Regions from separate parts of the Zea mays genome. Here region 2 is linked to region 1. A link is a contact called in public Hi-C data. All regions are on one chromosome and are shown on one strand. The core of a region is the stretch at or near the end of the contact, and the rest is flanking DNA. Distances in the headings are between cores, read along the strand shown. Region 1 holds the start of LOC100275594. Region 2 holds the start of LOC100276016.

Region 1 (6,948 bases), core at 2,644-5,143:
TCGAGGAGCTTTAACTTCTAACAGCCACTTGATTAACTTCATGTGCATCCCAGGGCGATTAGGATCTGTACAGTTCATTTTTGTCAGTTGGGTTACGAAGCAGACTAGAATTACAACTGATCCAGTATATAGCTTCATAAAATTTAAAACTTCAGGTCATATTTGTTGTATATAAGGTAACGCTCATCAAGCTGCCTACCAAAGCTGTTGTTGCCTGTATGTAGCTAATGAAAACACTAAATTAAGGCAGATTTAGAAAGAACTGTTGTTGTCAAACAAATTTCCAGGGAACATCATGGCATAACTAAAATTTGAATGCCAAAGAATAGTATCAGTATAAAAACCAATACAACCTGAGATGATTATGTCAGGCTTTGGAAATTCCTTCCCGAATGATTCATTGATTTTATTGAGGTCCCCTTGAACAAATGTTGCATTGTTGATACCGTTCAACTTGGCATTCTTTCGCGCATCTTCAATGGCTTCAGGGACAACTTCATATCCATAAATGTGCTTTGCCCTGAGCCAAGCAGAAAAGTGTTTACTAAAAATGGTTGCCATAAAATATTGTAATAGAAAATGGGTTTATGTTAACCAAGAAAGCAATTATACTCTCACAACCAGAAATATCTGTCTCACGGAATATGTACACCTGAAAAAAAACTACCTTCGGGCAAAGGTCAAACCAATGGTTCCAGTTCCACAAAACAGATCAAGAACAATTTCAGAGCCATCTCCTTTAAGCCCAGCAGAATCTTCAATAAGCTTGTAAAGAACATCAGCCTGCAAGAAGTCAAAGGAGAGGGCTCAGATCATTAAACACCAGGAAGGGACATCATTTCAAAGTTCATTTTTTCCATTTACTGGTCTTTCTCATCTATACAAGCATACAAGCTCATTTATCTGCTTATACAGTCATATTTAACTTATGCTTTCTTTAGCTCCTTTCATTCACCCTACAGAAGATGGGGGAAACCACAGGATGATTGGAGTTGGAGAGAAACACCATGATGGAAGGGTGCAGTGGTCAAAACAAAAATGCAATAAAATCTCCATTCATCATTCAACAAAAACAAACCTGTTTTGTATTAGTCTGAAAAAAGGAGTTGGCAGATATCTGGAACGCAAGTCCTCTCAACATTTCTGTAATGTTTGGCTTCCCGTACAAAGTATATTCTTGTTCACCCACAGATGAATTACCAACAGACGAGTTCACATTATTTATGACACTAACCTACATTAACAGTATAGAAATATCAATACTGGAGCCCCAAAACTGGAAACCAAAATATTTAAAGCATGTTTGGGAAGGTAGTTTCAAAATTCAAATCCCTAAGATTAGCTACAAACTTGAACTAAATCTTAAAAACACCTAGATCAATCACTCACTTCCAAACACACCTTTAATTGGCACAAAAACTAGAACAGTCCTTACATAAAGAGCTGTTTGTCGATTATAATAGCTATCATCACAAAAGCGAGTAGCTTAAGAATATTTCATCATTATCATAGTTCAGAACAAAAGGGCACCAATCACATACCACTTCAGGTATTTTTGTGATTTTATCAACAAGAGGCATCAATACATCTGGCTTATAACATGACGTCACAAAATTGACCATTACTTCTGGAGTTCCAGTGCTGATGTTTCTGGGGGGAAAATAAAGTGGAATCTTTAAAGAAACTCATCACACAAAATGATTTGCTCAGTGGACAACAAAAGAAACAATGGTAGTTTACATGGAAATACTGACATCTGTTATTCCCTTATCAACATTACTTGAGTTTTAAAAGAAAAAATGTAGCCAGAACATCTTCCTAGATAGTAATATATATATGATCAAGCAGCTAACAAAGCAAAAACACAGCTTGATTAACTGTTTAAATATGAAATCCCATTGTCTCAGTGATCAATGTTTTACAAAGCGCTAGGTGTCAGGTGATAGTCAGTCGATTAAGCTCCACCTTGCAGCAAGGTGAGACTGTGTGGTTGTAATTTCAAATGTGGGTAGAGTGATGCCATGGTTAAAAAAAAGGTGGTTATAGTGCCACATCGCCTAGAACCTAGGCATCGCCTTTTGAAACAGAGTTGACAATGGAAGCATGGGAGCATCATAAAAGCACATATTCTGAATTCAACTTATAATGTGATATTTGTTTAATGGAGTGAGTCTTGTATAGACATTTTTTAGTTAAATTCTAGCACTTACAATTTACTATGCATAAAAATGGCATGTGTGCAATAAAAGGTGTCAGACATGTAACTCTAAGACAAAAAATAAAAATACAGTAAACTATATTAAGGTTTCAACCAGCAAAATGAGATATACATCACTGTAGAACATGTGAAAAACACAAGATGGAATACCATACCTTCCAGTTCTTATCATCAGATGCTTGAGAAACCCAACATGCTTATGGACATCATAAGGTGTGAGGCCTATGGCAGGATCCATCCAGGTTTCTTGAACAACTGCAAGAACCTATAGACATTAGCAGCTAATTAATTCAGCATCCCATATTGTTAATCGACCAATAAAAAAGCTACGTGCTATTCACCCACCAATCAACAATTAAATAACATGATCAACAAGCAACAATCAATCAACCTCATTAACATAAGCAACGCAATGCTGTTTAGTAAACAGCACAGCTTTGACATTACCTCCAATCCATATGGTTCCACACTTCTAGATCAGAAAGATTAGAGTACAACAACCAGCTATAAACAATATGTCTCTGCACATAAGCAAAACCCTCCTAACAGATTATCAATTAGAGTGCAATACATATTTCTCTGCACATAAGCAAAACCCCGTTAATTATGTCAATTGTAGACACTGTCTGAGCAACCCTGTTCAGACAACTATCCTACGGAATGTTACCGAAATTCACAAGACTACACCTGAACATGTCATCATTTTTCTAATAAAGCAAATCTCATACATCACAATTAACCAATTCGTCACCTTATCTGCTGGCTCACTCTGCAGAAAACATTTCTGCACATGTAGCACCTTGTCGAAGAACCCTGGTGCGTGCAGTCCAAGCGCATATCCATCAGTTTCATTCGTTTCCTGCTTCACCTCCACCTCCTCACCCTTGTCCTTCAACTCTTTTTGCACCCATCTCTTCGTCCCAAACGAGAACTCCATCTGCAACAACGAAAACACAAGATGACGTGAACATTATTACTTTATTACCATTCAAAACGCCAAAACCAACCGACCATAAACCCCACAGTTAAACCTCACTTTGTTCCTGTACCGGAATATCTCGTCACACTGCACGGTGGGTTTGAGGATATCATCCGGCTCCGAGCTCTCCAGGCGCTTGGGATCAAACTTGCCAAAGTTCACGAGCAAGTCGCGAACCTGGTGATGCTTGTGGCGGATCTGCGCGGCGTACGCGAGAGACTGGGTCTTGCAGCCGCCGCAGTCAGCGGCGAGGGGGCAGGGCGCCTCGATGGCGTCGTGGTGTGGCTCGAGGGTCCTGAGCTTGGCGGCCTCGGCAAAGGCGCCACGGCGGAGGCGGCGGACGCGGGCGATGAGGCGCTCGCCAGGGAGCGCACCATCGCAGAGCAGGACGAACGTGGAGCCCGCGACCTTGCAGACGCCCTTGCCCTTAAAGGCGAGCGCCTCGCAGGTGAGCTCGACTGTCTCGCCACGCTTCGGGAAGTAGCCCTTGCGAGGAGGAACCGGGGGAAGCGGCAACTGGGATGGCGCGGGGGTAGGCGCGGGCGATTCTGGCGCTGCGGCGGCTACGGCGAGGAGGCGGCGGCTGTGGTTGAGGGGAACGCCGCGGCGGAGGCAGCAGATGGTGAGCGGGGTGACGGCGTGGGCAGCCATGAGGGGGCTGCCTCTGTCTGCCTGGCTGCGGCGGCGTAGTGTGGTGTGGAACTGCGGATGGGGCAGTGGACGGTGGAGATGGCGCCGGATAGAAGGCAACGGCAGTGGCGCACAAGTGGCCCCGCACCTTCAATCAGTTGGACAGTTCGAGGCCCGGAAAACCACTGAAATACCAAAAGAGGATATATATCTTGTGCATATAAAAGTTTAGTGTATACAGTGCATATATTAAATCATCATCACTCATCTTATATCTAACGTCTCTAGTTAATTATTGTAATTTATAAATAACACTTTCCATCACTACACTCCGCCACGTTGGAGGGTGTTCTTAGCAAAATATATCAAACAACTAAAGACATTAGATATAAAATGATTGATGATGATTTAATATGTGTACCAGATATGTTCTCATACAAAAAGGGCTGATTGCAGAGGATTGTAGACTCTAGGCCTCGAATATCTGATGAGCTTTTGGCTATACAGAGAGAATCTAAGTGTCGCGTTGATTATATGAGAAGAAAGACGAAATGGTTCGTAAGGTTTAAGATCTAGAAAGTGATATATTTCTACTATCACGACGACTCGACTGATTTCATATTGAAATTGATTTTGAACGTTTTCACCAAAACAGTTCTCGTTAAATCAGACTGAAAAGCTAGGCTCTTGGTAATCTGCAGCAGCTTCCGGTGGCCAAAAGCTGAAACAAATAGGACATCTATCTATCTCACGACTTTCAAATTTTATGCTAAAATATAAAGTATTACTTAGTTCAAAGTTCGTGCGTTATAACAGTACACAATTATATTTGATATCTATAAAAATAAATTTAATATTAAAGTAAACATATGATCCACATATCAGATACTAAATCGATAAAAATAAATATTTTATTTTATCTTAGTCACAAGGTCGAGAAAGGTATCAGCGAAAAAAAGCTCGCCCTTTTTTTATATAGCTAACTTGGTTACTCGTTCTTCTTCAACTAATGAGGTAGTATTATGTGCGAGCGATGTTTTATGTGTGGCTTTTATCTGTTGTGTTAGTTTTAAGTGGCTTTTCACGGTCCGTCCATCAATAATACGTAGTGTAACAATCTATTGGTATGCGAGAAGTGGGTGGCATGCGCGTTTTGCGCGTTACGTATCAAACATGAAACTATTTCTTCTTTAAAATACTAGAGATACATGGTATTCATATTGCATTTGGCAAAAAATGTTAAAACGGGTAATTTGAGGCCCAAAAACCACTCGAAATACCAAAATGGGCTGATTGCAGAGCATTGTAGACTCTATTTATCTCACGGCTTTTAAAATTTATACTGAAATATAAAGTATTCTACATTGTGTCCATATTACATTTGGCAAAAATGTTAAAATGGACAGTATAGTTTAAGGCTTGTCTTTTGTTGGATTTAACCTACGGGTACTCATATCATTTAAGAAGTTTCTTAAGTTGCCATATTCTTTTTAAAATATATTATATTACAGGACAGATGTAGGGCATGTTTGGTCACTTTGGACGACTAACCTTAGCCAAAGTGTGTCACATTTAGCCACGAACCAAACATGCCTGTAGTACTCAGATATATTTCAAATTGTCGTGGTAGCCTATCTCATACAGTCGTACCCAACCCTATTTATGTTTTGCTCTAGTTTTTACTCACCGAAAGGGAAATATGATTAAGTTATTTCTATATCGGTTTTGGTGTTCGATGACCATCGTAATATTATGGACTAACTAAATTGTTAATAAATTATTGCAGGTTCATGATATTGATTGTAAAATACTCAGTGAAGAAAATAGCCAAACCTTACTAAAAAGAGGCATAGCTTCAAAGAAAGGAACCTTAAGGGTTTGAATGGTTTGATAAGTTCCTAAACACCCTAAGAATGTTTTGAAACCCTTGGAAGCCAGTAGAAAGATAAGAAATGAAAAGAGGTCTTCCAGATGCGTAGTGAGGATTTTTCTTTAGGGTGGCAACACAAATATAAATATAGTATAATTAATAAATAGAATATATGTCACTACACGGCGATTCACTTATACCGATCTAAGGTTGGTTACTAAATGTGCCTTCAACGACCTACTGTTGATCAATGATCGTTGTAAGTGCCATCGGTAAAGTCTTTAGAGTCCAACTTCTTTTTAGCGACTAACTGTTTGTTGCTATTATTTAACCAATTGTGGCTTTCTATATTATATATTTAGCAACCAACAGACAGTTGTCATACTGACAATTGTTATTAATAATAATATACAGTTAATTAGCATTCAACATGACTGATCCACTGAATAGATATAAACACAAAAGCACCATAAATTCCAGAATTTTATTCACAGAATTACACAGAGATACACATTGAGACCCAACTCATGTAGAAGCCTTCAACACTATGTCTGTCCCTTTTATTCATCAGTCAAACTTCATAAGATGAAAGCATACAAATACAATGTATGAGAAGATACATAGACAAATGAAAGCTCTAATTACAAATATGTATAGATGAATTTTGCAAAAACTAGTCCAAGAGAAGTGATAAAGTATCTCCAGATATCTAATGAAGGTAGAAAAAATAGATAAGCTTTTCCCTACATCTGACTCGTCTTGGTTGTAGGTGGAAATGTTGAAGTTTGTTGAAAAAGACGTTGCTGTTAAGTCTAGACCAACAGTTCAATTCTGCATGTACCTTCTCGATGCTCACAATTAGGGGTGGTAATGGATCGCAATCCAAATGCCTCTTCACAATTTGTTAAGGCCCTAAATAATTTGTAGTTCAAAAATGAATAGAAACAAAGCCCGATCCTAATCCGATTCAATCCTTAAGTTTTATAGTGTAAAATTTGAGGCCAACAATATAGCCCCCCATTTTGTTAAATGTCTGTTTATACGCTTCCAGCAGCAGGTCAATTGCACCCTGCGACGTCCAAGATAAATTAAAGAGAAATGTCACTTTTTTTAAACAGAAACAAGTAAAGATATGACTGTTTATCAAGACAGGGAGGCAGGGATGGCAAGTCATGCTAACAATGAGCTTTATAAGATCAGTCTTTATTTTTGTTGGCGGTCTCCCTCTATCAACAGTCCCTACAACTAGAA
Region 2 (6,948 bases), core at 2,484-4,983, 140 kb after region 1:
TTTTCCTCGCCTCTCGCGCGTGTTGTTCCGTACGCGGTGGCGTGCTCGTTCGCTCGCTCTAGTCACGCGTACTGTCTGGTGCGTTGTTTCGCGCGTTGTCCGCATGCTAAGCCATGTGTGTCCGCGCGTTGTTTGCACATGGTCGTGTTGTTTCACGCGTCGTAAATTCGTCTCGCTTAGAATCCCCCGTTTTAATTAAAATTACTTAATTAACTGACATTTGTTAGTGCAGCAGGCTAATCGAAACTAAATGGTAGATATTATTTATATTTGATAGGATAATGTCAATTCATGTAATTATAACTATGTCGAACTAATATTCTAATTAATACTTAGTGTAAAACACGTTAAATTCTCGACCGTAGTCTCGATCGTGGCGTTTCTTTTTCCTTGCGTGACCGTGGTAACGCGCTCTATTTCGTTTTGTATGTTTTATTACGTTGGTATTTGTATGATGTAATGTTCTTATGCATATATGTGTTTGCTTGCTTGTGTCTGTTTGTCTTCGCTTCGCATTGCGATTAGAATGTGATCCATCTCCAAGCTTCGAGGGATCAAGGATCCAGCGTTAGCGACCAAGTGATCAGGCTCTTCGAGTTCCACAAAGTTGAAGACCCTGAGCATCTGTTTGGTGAAGGAAAGTGTCCTCTGACCCATTATATCCTATCTATTTATAATTCACTGTCCTGCATTACTTAATTGAAACCTAAGGATTAACTAGCTTTCTATTTATCTTATCCTTTGTTTACCTTTTGGGATATCATGGTTAGCTTATGCTATTGCTTCAACTTAATCAATGAACATGATGTGAATATTATGATACGAGGATGTTATCCCGATGATGTTCTTGTGATACTTTAGGAGGCTCAGGTTGTTTCCTGAGTACCTCTCCATAAGGACCTGTTTGGGGAGTGACAACCCGGGATAACAGTGCAGCCATGAGGGTGGAACGGGACGCCCTTAGCTGATTAATTAGAGGAACCAGAGGAGTAGTTGGCTTCGCCATAGGGCCGTCAATGGGGTCCGGGCACAGTACTTGCTCTGACGAGGCTGGTTGCTGAGGTTCTTGATTTGGTTTTGTTAGTCACCCTTCCTTTGGGGAGATGTATTGTGTTTATCAAACTGGATAAACCTAATGAGCAGCTATGACCTCTGGGAAATCTTTGTAAAGGCTACGTAGTGAGACCCTGCTAGGTCACCTTGGTAGTGATCAATGGAGAGTCATGATCTCCGGGCAGAATGGGAATCACGACTTGTGGGTAAAGTGTGCTACCTCTGCAGAGGGTTAGAAATTGATATATCAGCCATGCTCACGGTTAAGAGCGGCCTTGGGATCCTCTTTGATTAGAGATACAGATGATCCGAGTTACAATGATTCTATTAATGGTTTTTATACGACGATGATAATGATGTTTCCTCGATGAGGAAATGGTCCACTGGTTGGCTATTACTAAAACTTGGATTCCACTAATAATAAATACCTGACCAACTAAAAGCAACTGCTTGAGCTTAACCCCACATAAAGCTAGTCCACTTCAGCCAAACGAGACATTTGCTGAGTACGTTGATGTGTACTCACCCTTGCTTTCACAAAACACCAAGTTGCCTTTGGTGCAATCTATGCTCAGATAAAGAAGAAGGAGAAAGACGTCGAGGTGGATCTCCATGAGTTCCAGGACTTCGACGAGTTCATGGATAAGGCTAGCGACCTCCTCCAGTCAGCTGCCTGTGGTGGGTTTATTTACGTTGGCTATGTTTCTGTTCTGTGTACTTTGATTCATATTATTTAAATGACTCTAGTTTGTAGTATTATTACTTACTCTTTATTGTTATTCGAAGCATTGTGCTATGATGAGTCATTTATGTAATCGCCGTGTACGTGAATTTCTGATCCTGGCACGTACATGGTTCACATTCGGTTTACCTTCCAAAACCGGGTGTGACATTGACCGCGTACGGTGAGGAGGCGAGGCCGAGCCCCTTGGACGGTATGACCTGTGGTATGGGGCTTATACTTGCTGTTGACTTATGCCTGGTAGAGACGTCTGGTTCCTGCAGAGAACCAAGGCCAGGGTCGAGGGCTCGGTCACGTACCCGAGCCTACCTGACAGAGAGGTTGTCCATGCCGTGTTGTGTATGGCGAAAAGCCTCTGGGTAATACGTTAGCTCCACTGTTTCTGGTGACGTTGGACACCCTTTCGTTGATAATATCGAGGTCGAAGCTGGGCTCAGGCGAGGCGGAAGTCTGCACGAGGTCGTGACCGAGCCCGCTCCAAGATTCATAGACGTGTGCAACATAGTTGAAGGAGTGGTCTCCTGCGAGATTCACATGGAGCAGGTAGCCAAGGCCGGGCTCGGGCGAGGCGGAGTTTGTCCCAAGGTTGAGGCTGTCTTCAGGCGAGGTGGAGTTTGCGCCCGAGGACGAGCCCACACTTTTGTCGTATGCGTGTCCCATTAGGATTTGGCAGGTAGCATGGGGAAACAGTGGCCGCTGTACTCAGACATACGCCATCGTAGTTGGTGAAGTCCGACGGGACCGCGGTCTTGTCGCTCCTGTTCGCCTGTGACACTACGTGGGTAGGTATGCACATTGAATGCTTATGTCTCCTGCGGCCTTTGGCTGAGACCTGCCTCGGGGTTGTCTTCCTTGCCCAAGACGGGCTCAGGCGAGGTGGAGACGGTAGTTCTGGGGAGAAGGGGCCTCAACCGGGACGAGGATTCTCCTGAGTACGTATCTTGTCCAAGGGCAGGCTCGTGCGAGGTGAAGTTATGGGTGACCGGCGAGAGGGGCCTTGGGCGAATCATGGTTTATACCTTATTGTTCTCGGGGAATGTGGCAGATGGAAACCTCATGGTTAAGTGTGTTTATGGACATGATACAGGTACCCTTAATTACGATACCCGACAATAATTTTATCACAAGTTCAACAACATTCAACATTAAATGGTAATATCATGTCATAAAAATCACACAAAATATAACATTGATAGTACAAAACTTTTGGACCAAAAGAGAGTTTTCAACGACAACATAAAACATTAGGATAGTTATCTAATTATTCAATACACAATACTTAATGTTTAAATATATAAGACCTGTAAGCTATTTGAGCTTAAATGCATCCTTCTCTTACAGTTTCAGTATTGCTCTCAAAGTAAAAGCTTCAGTATAGCAGTAAAATTAGTAATTTTCTATTTAAACATACATAGTATACACGATGTGAGCTCAAAATTACCACCTAGGCAGCTCCAAAATATTTCAGGTTGGTCAATAGTAGATTCATCTATGAAGCTTCATTTTATATGAAACACCTTAATCTGGATTCACTAGCGGATATGAGACAAAAGAGAGCATACACACTTTCACCATACTTGATAGGTATACCAAATAACCTAATAAAATATTCATGAATACCAAAATTTGTTATACCCATGTTTTAGGGTTAGTTTGAGAACTTTATTTTCCCAAGTAAAATTAGTTTATTTTCTCCTGGGAAAATAAAAGTCTTTTGAAAAAAAATAGAATTTCCAAACTAGCATTTACTAGTGTTTTTACCTATCGTTTTCGAGTAGCCATTGTCATATGTGGAGACAGCCTCAGGTTTACTTTAGAAACTCCGCTTTCACGAGGAATTTCCATTTTAACAAAGAAAATAAATTAATTTTCTATAGAAAAATAAAAATCATTTGAAAAATAAGGCTTACAAACTAGGAAGGTCCCCGACTCCCACATGGACTTGGGCTGGGCTTCTTCTGTCAGTTTCAGCCGGTTGCGCTTGCGCCGTTGTGCGGACACTTGCTCGCACGCCACATCCACAGAATCCATCTCCAGATGTCAGCCTCCGGCGACCCCCTGGACGTCCTCCCGGCGGCGGTCCTCGCCGACGTCCTGGGCCGTGTAGCTGACGCCGGAGACATCGCGGCTTGCCGCCTGGCCTCGCGGACGCTTCTCGCCGCGTCCTACATCTGCCCCCGCGTTCGCCTCTGCGCCGCCGACCGCGCCCGCCGCCGGCGCGAGGGCGGTGGTGGTTCCCCCGCTTTCCGCGCGACCACTGCAAACCTCGCCTCGCTTCTCGGGCCTCACCTCCGGTCCCTGTCGCTCGACACGGCCGGCGGTCAGGGTTCCCCCGATGACGCGATGTGGGTGGAGGAGGGAGAGTTCGATGAGGCCGACGGCCTGCATCTCACCTGCGGCGAGGCCGTGGCGGCCTGGGCGACGACCTCCGCCGGAACGGTCCTCCGGGAGCTTGATATCGCCGACTACTGGCCGCAAGCGTGCTGGCGGAAGGCCGAGGCGCTCCCCCTCATCTCACACTACTGTATGCGAGCTTTTTTTTAAGGAGATTACCTCTGGTTATACGCGAGTTCTACAGATACTACTGCATGCAAGGTTTCACTCTGAGAGTGTCATTTTCGTTTGGTGTGTCTGTCTTCGGTTATGCCATGCTTGATTGATGTAAACATATAGCTGAATATCCGGCACACTAACTCTCCGTAGACATTTGATGATTAGTTCAAAATCATATCAAGCAGTGGTGAGAGGGGGAGGAGGGGTCATGTACTCCTGTTCATAGGGAACTTCCCCTAATCGATATAATTTAGGTGTTGTGTAACGCAACAGCCTCCTAATGTTTTTGTAGAATAATAAGCTCAAACGTCGAAAACTTTGATCATAAATAACATTTGAAGTATCTATAAACTCACCATATTCATCAAGTTATCTTGGAAAGTACTTTCATGGAGGCATAAATTTGTTATGTTTTGGAGACCATGCCATTATCCAAAGTGGTGGCAATATTGGCTCTGCCCCTCATGACAAGGTCGTGAACTTTTAATGTTCTCACTAAATCTACTTGTGCATCATGTAAGCACCATTCAACTCATTTTTTGTTTGTAGTTTACCTTATTTTGGATGAATATAATACTTTGCAGCGTACTGTTTGAAGGAACTGAAGTGTCTCTAGGTTGAAAATGGTAATAAAATGAGGATAGACTAACCTAGTCACGCTCTTGCCTTGGAACATGGCACCTGATTCTGTAGATTGGTTGACTGGATGTTCTTTTGTTATTCCTTTTCATGTAGCTTCTGATTGTTTATACTGATGTATGTACCTATTACCCCTCTAGCTTGTTTAGTGTGTAGTGTACACTTTGAAGAAATAGGGGAAATTCAGTATTTGGTGTTTGATGCTTCATTGTTATGTTGGTCCAGGGCCCACATGTCGGTTAATGTATGCAAATTCTGAATACGGACATGGGAGTGGCAAATTCCAAGAAAGTTTAGATAAATATGAGACTGTTTGTTTTAGCTTTTTCTGACGAGCTTTTATGAGAATCTGGTTGTAGGGAGAATCTGAGTATCGTGGGATTACGTACGGAGGAAGATGAAAGGGTTTACTAGGTTTAGGATCTAGAAAGTGACGGATTTCTACTATCACGATGACTCACCCTATTATATATGTTCACGTTGATTTTCGACGGTTTTCACCAAACCGATTCTCATAGAAGCTGGCTGAAAAGATGGACGTTTGGCAGTCCACAACAGCTTTTGGTGGCCAGAATCAGCAAATAAGCTGAAACAAACGGGATCATGAGTGGTTATAGCCATAGACGATGAGCCCAAGACTTGATTAGGGATGACAATCGGGCGGTTAGGACACAGATATATGGTTAGCGAATACATATCCACGAGACAAAACACAATCGATATCCGTACCCATAAACGCTCGTGGGTATGTATCTATACCCATACCCGTACACACTAGGTATCCGCTACCCGACGGATACCTGCTAACCACCCACTACAATTTCTGCATTCAACACAAAACAACAATTTCATCATTCCATCAGCATCAAACAACAATTTCACCACCAAACAACAATTTTGGTATTCAAGTAGCATCAAGTTATTGGACGATAATACAAGCAATATTTGTGGAATGATAATGCACAACATTCTAGCAACAATATAATTTACCCGCGATGAGCCCAAGACTTGATCACTTGATATGATTTCTTTCTATGGAAGTAAATCGTTTGTGGCATTTTGTTATATACGCACAGATTTACCATGTTCTTGATGAAAAAGCCATCCATTATACTCTGTTTAAGGTATCTTGCTGATTAATCTTGCCTGCAATGATCTGGTTCTGCGCAGGTCAAAATCTCGTCAAGTTGTGCCTTAAAAATGCATGGCTTTCTGTTGACAGGCTCAAGAAAATGCCAAATCTGACTTATCTGACGCTTGAGTTCATTAGACTGGATGATGAAGACCTCAACCAATTGAATGAATGTTTTCCTTGCCTTCACACCCTTAATCTTATAGGAGTCGGAGGGCTCAAGGACCCTAAGATCCACCTTCTTCAACTAAAGGCTTGCTGCTGGGAGGTATCAAATGTCCCACGGTCTTTGGTTGTCCATGCACCAGACTTGGTTTTTCTGGAGTTGAAATGTATCAGACCAGATACACTCATTTTGGACACTCCATCCTTGTCTACTCTAAAGCTCACCATTGATAAACTTGGTGCAACTGCCCGAGTTGATGGCCTTCTGCGTTTGTCGAATCTTCGCATAGAATCACTGGATTTTAGTTCCCTTTTTCCAGCATTCATGGACAATCAAGCTATCAGGACATTGGAGCTCGAGCTACCTGAGTCTTCAAGTCAATATGAACTTCTTGAAGCAGTTAACCCGGATTATCTTCTAAGACGGCTAGCCAGCTTTAGTGAAGTCAAGCTGGGCCCAAGATTTTCACGTGAACTGAAACTATGTCTTGCCCAATACAAAGATATCCAGTTTGGAAGTTGCCTGAAGAAGCTCCTAATTCATGTCCCACAATCAGGGAGTTGTTTCCATCTCATGCCCCTGTTTGAGATCTGTGCACCTTTGTGTGAGGTGACTGTGCTTTTCCACGCTGAATCAGCTGATGCTGTCCGTCGTCAAGATGCA

The links. A called contact is a pair of places that touch in the nucleus more often than the background predicts.
Region 2: a Hi-C map of leaf shows a contact between it and region 1, with 5 times the contacts expected there. The contact joins the promoter of LOC100276016 here to the promoter of LOC100275594 in region 1. A contact is called at or near these places in 5 of 25 Hi-C or Micro-C datasets (ear, endosperm, leaf and 1 more).

The regions. Positions count from the first base shown.
Region 1 is chr3:6,107,917-6,114,864 of Zm-B73-REFERENCE-NAM-5.0, forward strand. It overlaps LOC100275594, which reads right to left and starts at 3,894. Exons shown (of 9, transcript NM_001149644.1): 1 at 3,255-3,894; 2 at 2,970-3,155; 3 at 2,374-2,483; 4 at 1,542-1,650; 5 at 1,079-1,234; 6 at 668-783; 7 at 354-520; 8 at 1-65. The coding sequence starts at 3,848.
Region 2 is chr3:6,243,455-6,250,402 of Zm-B73-REFERENCE-NAM-5.0, forward strand. It overlaps LOC100276016, which reads left to right and starts at 3,734. Exons shown (of 2, transcript NM_001350157.1): 1 at 3,734-4,319; 2 at 6,158-6,948. The coding sequence starts at 3,833.